3 separate regions of the Mus musculus genome follow, and all the other regions are linked to region 2. Evidence: chromatin contacts called from public HiChIP or PLAC-seq and Micro-C data. All regions are on one chromosome and are shown on one strand. Each heading gives the region's core, a stretch centred on a gene start, on an enhancer-like site or on the middle of the called end of the contact. The rest is flanking DNA. Distances are from core to core; before and after follow the strand shown.

Region 1 (2,778 bases), core at 229-2,728, 100 kb before region 2:
TAGAAAATATCCAGAGTGTAGTAACCCAGTCACAAAACACACATGGTATGTACTCACTTATAAGTGGATATTAGGCAAAAAGCTTGGAATACCCATGATACAACTCACAGACCATATGAAGCTCAAGAAGAAGGAAGACCAAAAATAATCAAGGGAGGTAGAGAGAGAGAGAGGAATTAAGGGAGGGAGAAAGGAGTGGGGAGGAAATAAGAGGCCAGGATCAGGTGTGAGAGGAGACAGGGGAGATGTACAGAGGATCAGGCAATTGAACAGAGGTGTGTAGCATTTGAAATTTTATGTTGCTGGTTGTGCTCAGTCTTCTTGCACTCCATATGGTCTATTGCAACCCCTTGAACATATAACTTTTATAACTCATGATTGGCTTATTATGCAATGCATAACATTGTAGTTTTGATTATTATATGTCTTAGTGAAGTTAGTATTTTTGTGATGAAACCCCATGACTAAAAGCAAACTGGGGAGGAAAGGATTTATGTGGCTTACATTTTCACACCACCTCCCATAGGTGGAAGAAGTTAGGACAGGAACTCAAGCAGGACAGTAGGAGCTCCTGGAGGCAGGAGCTAATGCAGAGGCTATGCAAAAGTGCTGCTTACTGTTCCCAATGCCTTGCACAGCCATTCTTATAAAACCTGTGACCACCAATCCAAGGATGGCACCATGCACGATAATCTGGGCCTTGCCCATCAGTGACTAATTAAGAAAATCTCCTACAGGCAGAGCCATTTTCTCAATTGAGGTTTCTTCCTCTCTAAAGACTCTAGCTTGTGTCAAGTTAACATAAAACTAACCAGCACATCATACTATAATACAGTTGTTTACAATAGCCTATTGATTGACATAGACTACGTACATGTATGAAAGAGTCATAAACTCATCATTTTGAATAATTAGCAAACACAAACAAGGAAGTGGGAGGTATAAAATTATATACATGTACTTGTGTTATTTAGTTTGAATCTTGAAACAAAAATTAGAATCTGTACTAGGGAACAAGTATTAAACACTAAAAGAACCATGGTGATGCATATTTCTATGTGAAATATCTGGAAAAGACACAAGATGGCGATGTTCCACCAAGAAAATATACACAAATTCTGTGGCTGTATCCAAACCCTGGTGAGCCCTTGGACTGATTCCCCTCCATGCTCTTTTCCAAGGAGCTTTGGAAGCCATTTCTAGTATTGTAATTGCTATCTCCAATCAAAAACTATCCTTTAAACATCTCAAAATCGTATTAACTTTCTCTTTTCAGCTATCACTAATACAGTTCAAAAGTGCAGTAGTTTGATATCAGTACAATATTTACTACTATGGACACTCCTGCCTACTGAATGTTGAAAACTCAGTATAAGTCTATTGTAAAATAGCACCCTAATTTTTTAAAGAGTGCTTGGATCCCTCTAGAGTTCCTGATTTTGTGTTTCAGATAGTCATAAATAGAGGGCAGTGCAGGAACATGGATCTCTGACACAGTGGTGTGGGAAAGACGGAGGAACTGACTCTAAGTCTGTGCACTCTTTAACAACTTTGTCATCTAGGAAAGAAGACATAGCCAGGTTGTTAGGGAGCACCAAGAAACATTCATTCACTCAATGCTACAGAGGAAAGAAAATGGATCCATTTCCCAAACTATCTATTTGATTCAGAATCGCTTTCTTTCTTTCTTTCTTTCTTTCTTTCTTTCTTTCTTTCTTTCTTTCTTTCTTTCTTTCTTTCTTTCTTTCTTTCTTTCTTTCTTTCTTTCTTTCTCTCTGTGACACAGTCCAGCAAAGCCATACTGATGGAAGTGGAAAGGTCAGCGTAGGAACTTTGGGAAGGTCATGAAACCCTCAGCCCTCTGGAAGGGAGAGGCTAATTAGCATTTCTCAGACCTAAGGGCAGGAACCTGCGGGTGGGGACACATTCCTCAGGACAGACCATTGCTCACCTTCAGACAAGGGAAGTCCTTGTCACCTCATTCCCTAAAGACCAATCAGTTTAAAAGGTGCACTGTTCAGCCAATCATATTGTGCCTAGTTGCAGATGCTCTGTTCTGGCCCTGGAAACCATATAAAAATTCCCCAAACTGGTGCTGGGGGGTCACTGCCTCTCCTTTGGGTCTGGACGACTCCAGTGCACTGGAACAATAAATTCCTCTTGCTTTTTGCGTTGATCCTGACTCCACATGGTTCACTCAGGTGTCCCTGGTAAGCTAAGGCTCCCCGGAGTCTTACAAGACTTTGCCACTCTGGTGGCAACAGAAAAATCCAGAAAAGGACATTTGGACTTTGGGTCTAATGTCCAATTTTTATGTGATCCCTGCACTGACAGATGCTCAGCAGCCAAGGCAAGATGATGGAATTGATGGTACATATTACCGTTAAAGTCTCTGGTCTGTGAGAGAGGGACTTGTGGATTGTAATTATGGTACTCCAGGATAGAGACTCAGCCTGCCCTGAATATTGTGCATAATTCTTTGAGCTTGTTCCCAAGTGGCTCTAAGCTCTAGTTTGCTTTTCTAAAAGATGAAGGAAGCCACATCTTTCTCACGGGATTGTTTGTAAGATTAACAGATGCTCTGTGCAAGTGCTGGCACTCAAGGTCTCATTATGCGATTAGTTTGTGTCCCTCCTCTCTTTTGTGGTTACCTGCAATCCTGTGACTAATTCTCTGCTTCTGAGATAAATTCCAGTGGCAAACCTCCAAGTGAGTGCAGGGCTCTGGTCCTGAATGTTTATAAAGGGATGTGAGCATGCTCCTCACAAGGTTTGCTCA
Region 2 (2,736 bases), core at 130-2,629:
ATTTCCCAGGCTTTGTTCTGAGCACAAAATTCTTTGATCATTAGAAATAATCAGAGGTAAAATTGTGACTTAAGTAGATATTAATAATAGCAATGCATTTATCCAGAACAAGAGTATGATGGCTTAATATTGGAAACTTCTCAGGATCTGGCATCCTCAGGAGTCAAGCCTCCAGGTACAAATACTGGGAATAATCTTGGATGGTTGCCCCTGGACATACTTTTGAGGGAATACCATATAGGGGAGACCCAGCCTAGATGTAAATGAAACCACCGAAATATGAACATATAAGAATGCAAAGTGAGAAAACAAGGAGTAGCAAACCAGTTAGCAGTCTTTCTCCATGGCTCCTGCTTCACTTCCAGCCTCCAGGTTCCTACTTTGAGTTCTTGTCCTGACTTGCCTCAGTGATAGAGTAAAACCTTACAGTTGTAGAAGGAAATAAGTCCTTTCCTTCCCAAGGGGCTTTGGCTGTGGTGTTTAAACACAACAATAGAAACTGCAACTAAGAGGAGTTGCTTTTGCTAGAATATTTCTTTGTAGCAACCAGCAAGCAACTAATAAAGATAGATCATTTTTCCTTATTTAATTTTCAGATAACTATGTGGGGCTTACAGAAAACTCCCAACTGTGTGACTCAGGAATCTTATCATACAATAACACTAAAACATATGGAGATCAGCTTTTCTTCCAATATGACAATTGTGAAAGCTCACAATTATGGATTGGTGATCTGTCAATCAAAACACTTCTCTCTTCATTGTCTTTTTCTTATCATCCTGGAAGAGATGTTTGTTTATTATCCTTACAATGCTTTACAATTCTTTTATCATTTATTTACCTTACATTTACGTGTATATTCACATGTGTGCATACACAAATACATGTATATGTGCACACATGTTCATATGGGTTTCCTGAGGAGGTCTTGAGACAACTTACTGAATTGGTTCTTCTCCCATGGGGATTCTAGGGATTGGCATGGGGTCTTCAGGCCTGGAAGCAAGCCACTCTGATATCCCTCCTCAATGCCTTCTCCCCAGTTCCCCACAGAATGTGATGAAAATAATGAGAAATAGTAATTACTGGTTGATTTAATACCATTTGTCTAGTCACTCAGAGGTAACTAATCTACATTCTCTCTCTCTCTCTCTTTGTATTGATCAGCAGCACACTCCGTTTTCTACCTAATGAGTATTTGGGCACTCACTTGCTACTGTCACTTTCCTGTCCTTTCATACAGGGATTTCACCCTGCAGGTTCTCTGGCAGCCACCTCCCATCACTATGGTGCCCTCCCTTCAGATCTGATACAACAGTGTAAGCAGCTGCACCACAGTCCTTGTTCTGACTCAAAAGGAGCACAGACGGACTTGGCAATGAGAGTGGACCAGAGGGAGCTGTCAGCAAGGACCTGCTCTCTTCTGAGCTCCATACAGTGCCCACTGTCCCACACCAAAATGGGGGAGGTGCTTCCGAAGCTGACAAAGCAACGGCTACACACCACGCAATGAATGCCTTGAACTTGGCTCTGAATCTGATTTCTTATTTAACCGAGAGAGATAGAAGGAGAACAAAACCACCCATCAGCACACAGTGGCGTTGTCTCAGCCCTTGGAAACATTTCAGAAGAATTTAAATCTTCCCTTTTCAAGGACAGACAAGGGGGGATTTGGTGTGACTGAAGCTGGGAGAGCTTCGCTGGCCATGTTTGATCAATACAACATGAGCACTCCTTTAAAATTCACACATATGCTTATGATATGCTAAGTTTAAAAAGTAAGGTGTTAAAATGATGTATTTCCCACACCCCTCAGTAAACACTCACAAAGGGAGATTGAAGTATGCATGAACAAGAGTCATAAGAGCTGTGTATAAGAATGTGAAAACGAATAAAGATTGTTTTGTAACAAGTAGTTCATGTAAGCCAAGTGCAAGTGCAAAGGACTACAGTCGATGAAACTGTCATGGGTAGTTGGTAGCAAAAGAGCAATACAAAAATAAGGGAGAATTTCCACTCTATTTCACCACTATATTATGACTCAGAAAACCATGTTTAAAAAAGAAAATCAGATTTTATTGTTTTTGTAAGAAAGGTACAAACTGTCTTCCCCTAAAAACTCTTGATAATAACTGTGTGGGGGAGAGAGGAGCCCTTTGCTAGAGAGTTAACTATTCACTCCTCAGCCACAGCCCAGGAAACAGACCCGGGAGCTTGAGAGTGCGCTCTCTGTCACTTGCTCTATCACTTTCATTCACAGTTTTGAATTCACAGAGGTAATAATTCAACTAAAACAGAAAGCTGCAAAAACAGTGGGGGAACTCACATATGTTCATGCAGAATTTTAACACCTGCTCAGCAATGTTTGCTGTGTGATAGTGCTTTCCTCTGACATAGGCTTTGTTAATTTAAACAACCCAAGCCAGCAATCTCCAGATGTTAAGCAGGGACTTTAGCACACTCCAAGTGTTTGAAAGGGTTCTTAACTCCTGTCCCTCTTGTTCCCACTAACCTGCTTGTGACTCTGCTTCCAGTCTGTGTTTGTTTGTACCAGTTCAGCCTCCGCCCCTATGTGTGTGTTTAAACAAATTCCTGTATATTTGAGTTCATTTCTCAAACTTTATAAAGTGTTTCAGATATACAAAATATACATATATTTAAAATATACATTCCCCTTAGCCCACTCACTGCTCCCTCTACCACCCCAATCCCCTCCTCAGTGACTTCAAAACCCAT
Region 3 (2,793 bases), core at 171-2,670, 120 kb after region 2:
CTTAATCTTTAGTAAGTGGTAAAGTCATATATATGCCAAAAATTATCTTAACATTGCATTAGGATCTACCATTAGTCGATGTCTGATTTGAACACCTATTTTATATAAAATCCCAAGATTACATAAAAAGCATCTATGAAAAGAGGTTGCCCGTGGGAAAAGTTTAAGAAACCCCGCTCTACTTCTCAGTGAAGGTCTCAGGTTGTGATGAGGGTCCCTGCACAGGCTGGGTGACGTGTTCCCATTCAAGACGCCACCTACAAAACTTGGGCAGCAGCCCTGACTTTGCAGGGTGCGGACGAAAAGTCCGGAATGCCTCCTTTCTGGCTGCATGGAAAAAGCTGGACTGAGCCTCACTGGTTAGCCATGACTTCTGCTAACAAGGACACCCACAGCAAAGGGGCCTAAATTAGGGGACCAAGTGATTTTGTGAAAAACTCAGAGACTTTGGATTGAATGGAAGCAGGGGACATTCCTCTGATAGCTAAGAAGTAGGGACATTGGTTGGTCTTTGCTGAAGGAATTTAGTTGTGGGTCCTGAAGTTCAGGGACACATTTCTACTGGTCAAATTCTAAGTGAACTTACTTGGCAATTTGCCTCCTGATGTGCGGCAGGGCTAGCTGAGGTCACTAGAGGATGCTAACTGCTCTAAAGATTTGTTCACTGCTGTTATGTCAAGTCTCTGCTTTTGTGGAGGAATTTGCCTCATGTGTACGTTGCTTTGCTTTTCAAGCACTCCAGACTGGCTCCAGGTGTAGAAAATGCCATGTTCTTCAACATGCATGCTTTCATCCAGCAAATATACTGAGGCCCTTCTAAGTGTCAGGAGTTGGCTGCCCTTCTTTCAGAAGACATGGAGGGTTCTTGATGGGATCTGAAGGACCCTTGGACTTCTTAGTGCCACTTCAGACTTGAGGCACCCGCCTCTGCCTGTGCTGTTGGAAACTGCTGCCAAGTCAGCCTGACCCTTCTGAGATCCTGGAGAAGTTATGGAGAATACGTGAACAGCGTCCCCACCTGTGTTATTCTCCAACCTGTGCTCTGTGGTTGGACAGTTTGTAACCGAGGTGGTCCAGAGTTGTTTGGTTAATTGAAAGAAAGGAAGGAAGAAGGTGGGAGACAGAGGGAAGGAAGGAGGGGACCCTGGCATAGATTGGCTGGACTTCCTAGGTCCTGAAATGCAGCGGAGCGGAGTCCCCTCAGAAATTAACTCCAAAGGCCACCCACTGACCCGCTGCACACAGCCAGAACTCGCCCCCAGAGCCTTGTCTAGTGGTGGCCAAGGCCATCCACCACCACCTTCCGGTCACTGCCTGCTTTCGATCCTCGCGGAGAGCGCTTCCTCTCTCCTGACATTCTCCTCCTCTTCGCTCCTCTGGATCCCTCCTCCTTCTTTAGTCCCTCCTCCTCCCGCCCAGCCTCCCCCAGTCCCGACCCGAGCTAACTAGACGTCTGGGCAGCCCCAGCGCAACGCGCAGCAGCCTCCCTCCTCTTCTTCCCGCACTGTGCGCTCCTCCTGGGCTAGGGCGTCTGGATCGAGTCCCGGAGGCTACCGCCTCCCAGACAGACGACAGGTCACCTGGACGCGAGCCTGTGTCCGGGTCTCGTCGTTGCCGGCGCAGTCACTGGGCACAACCGTGGGACTCCGTCTGTCTCGGATTAATCCCGGAGAGCCAGAGCCAACCTCTCCCGGTCAGAGATGCGACCCTCAGGGACCGCGAGAACCACACTGCTGGTGTTGCTGACCGCGCTCTGCGCCGCAGGTGGGGCGTTGGAGGAAAAGAAAGGTAAGGGCGTGTCCCACCGGCCCGCGCCCCCTGCGAGCTAGCTCGCCCAGTCCCAACCTCCGCTCGGGACTCTAAGTCCCCAGCCGCCCGCTCCTCCTCTTCTGGCTCCCAAAGGCGGCCGGGACCATAGGAGGAACTGGACGGAGTCTGGAATGGGCGAGACTGGGGCCGCCGAAGGAAGGGAGACTGGGCTAGGAGCAGAGGGGCTGCCAGGGCAGCGTGGGAGCCGCGGCTGTGCGCTCCGGGGCTCTTGACTGCTGCCAACTTAGTTGCCTCACTTTCCTGCGCTCAGTAGGCGTTCGGAGCAGAAACGTGGTGCGGGACAGCGCGGGACGCCGGGCATTGGCGCACGTGCGCCCAGTACTGTCAGGGAGAGCGGAGGGACCCCGGATCCTCAAGCGGGTCGGGTGTGTCCCACCCGCTCAGTGTGAGAGTTGAGGGACTGGAGTGCGAACCAACGCGCCCCTGGTCAAGGTCGGAACCTCTGAGACGCGCGGTTTCCTGAGCGCGGTTTCCCTCAACTCCTCTCTTCTCCAGCAGGGTACTCTCAGGACCTGGTAGCCTGAGTCCCAATGTAGCTTGCAGATTTCTGGCTTGCCCTTTCGCGGGTGTGTAGTTGCAGCAATGACCTGGAAGTGTGGAGATCTCTCTGTCACTAACCACCTAGGACTTCTGGGAAGAGATGGTGTTAGTGGTCATTTGCTTCTTCACTAGGAAAAAAAAAAGGAGGGCGTGGGGGTGGCGGGTGGGGTGGGTCGATTCCGCCTCTTAGGCATAGAGCATGCCAGAGACTTGCCAGGCTAGGTGCACTGGTTGGGGACCAAGGCTCCATGCCAGATTGGAGCTAGCGTTGCGGGGTGGCTACTTCCCCTGGGATCCCTGAATTTGCCCTTTCCCAGAAGCTTGGGCTGCTGCAGCATCACTTGCCTTTGCAATGGATGGCTGACCTCCTTGTGACAGCTGGGCCCTTGGGTGTAGTGCACCCTTGGTGTTTCAAAATGAGGC

The links. Hi-C and Micro-C count contacts between places; a contact is called where the count stands out from the background. HiChIP or PLAC-seq counts read pairs in DNA pulled down with a chosen protein or histone mark.
Region 1: a contact with region 2 is called in a Micro-C map of granulosa cells, with 3 times the contacts expected there. The contact joins two enhancer-like sites. A contact is called at or near these places in 1 of 15 datasets of contacts at CTCF or cohesin (pro-B cells), 6 of 484 Hi-C or Micro-C datasets (the CH12 cell line, Th1 cells, bone marrow-derived macrophages and 3 more), 3 of 115 datasets of contacts at active chromatin or transcription factors (embryonic stem cells, fibro-adipogenic progenitors and stem cell-derived neural progenitor cells) and 2 of 9 other capture datasets (adipose tissue and pancreatic islet).
Region 3: an H3K4me3 HiChIP or PLAC-seq map of neural progenitor cells shows a contact between it and region 2, with 46 read pairs. The contact joins the promoter of Egfr here to the enhancer-like site in region 2. A contact is called at or near these places in 9 of 39 promoter capture datasets (the 3T3-L1 cell line, 3T3-L1-derived adipocytes, cranial neural crest and 4 more), 2 of 484 Hi-C or Micro-C datasets (granulosa cells and nephron progenitors), 4 of 115 datasets of contacts at active chromatin or transcription factors (embryonic stem cells, neural progenitor cells and stem cell-derived neural progenitor cells) and 2 of 9 other capture datasets (liver and pancreatic islet).

The regions. Positions count from the first base shown.
Region 1 is chr11:16,524,008-16,526,785 of GRCm38.p6, forward strand. No RefSeq gene overlaps it. Among named protein-coding and RNA genes, the nearest start is that of Sec61g, 17 kb to the left of the region's middle. Within about 2 kb of position 1,479, at least 39 of the 459 cell types and tissues checked have an H3K27ac peak or open chromatin away from gene starts, as enhancers often do. A contact at or near this core is called in granulosa cells, where this site is marked.
Region 2 is chr11:16,626,487-16,629,222 of GRCm38.p6, forward strand. No RefSeq gene overlaps it. Among named protein-coding and RNA genes, the nearest start is that of Gm25698, 100 kb to the right of the region's middle. Within about 2 kb of position 1,380, at least 17 of the 459 cell types and tissues checked have an H3K27ac peak or open chromatin away from gene starts, as enhancers often do. A contact at or near this core is called in granulosa cells, neural progenitor cells and stem cell-derived neural progenitor cells, where this site is marked.
Region 3 is chr11:16,750,783-16,753,575 of GRCm38.p6, forward strand. Egfr (epidermal growth factor receptor) reads left to right here and starts at 1,421. Exons shown (of 28, transcript NM_207655.2): 1 at 1,421-1,788. The coding sequence starts at 1,701.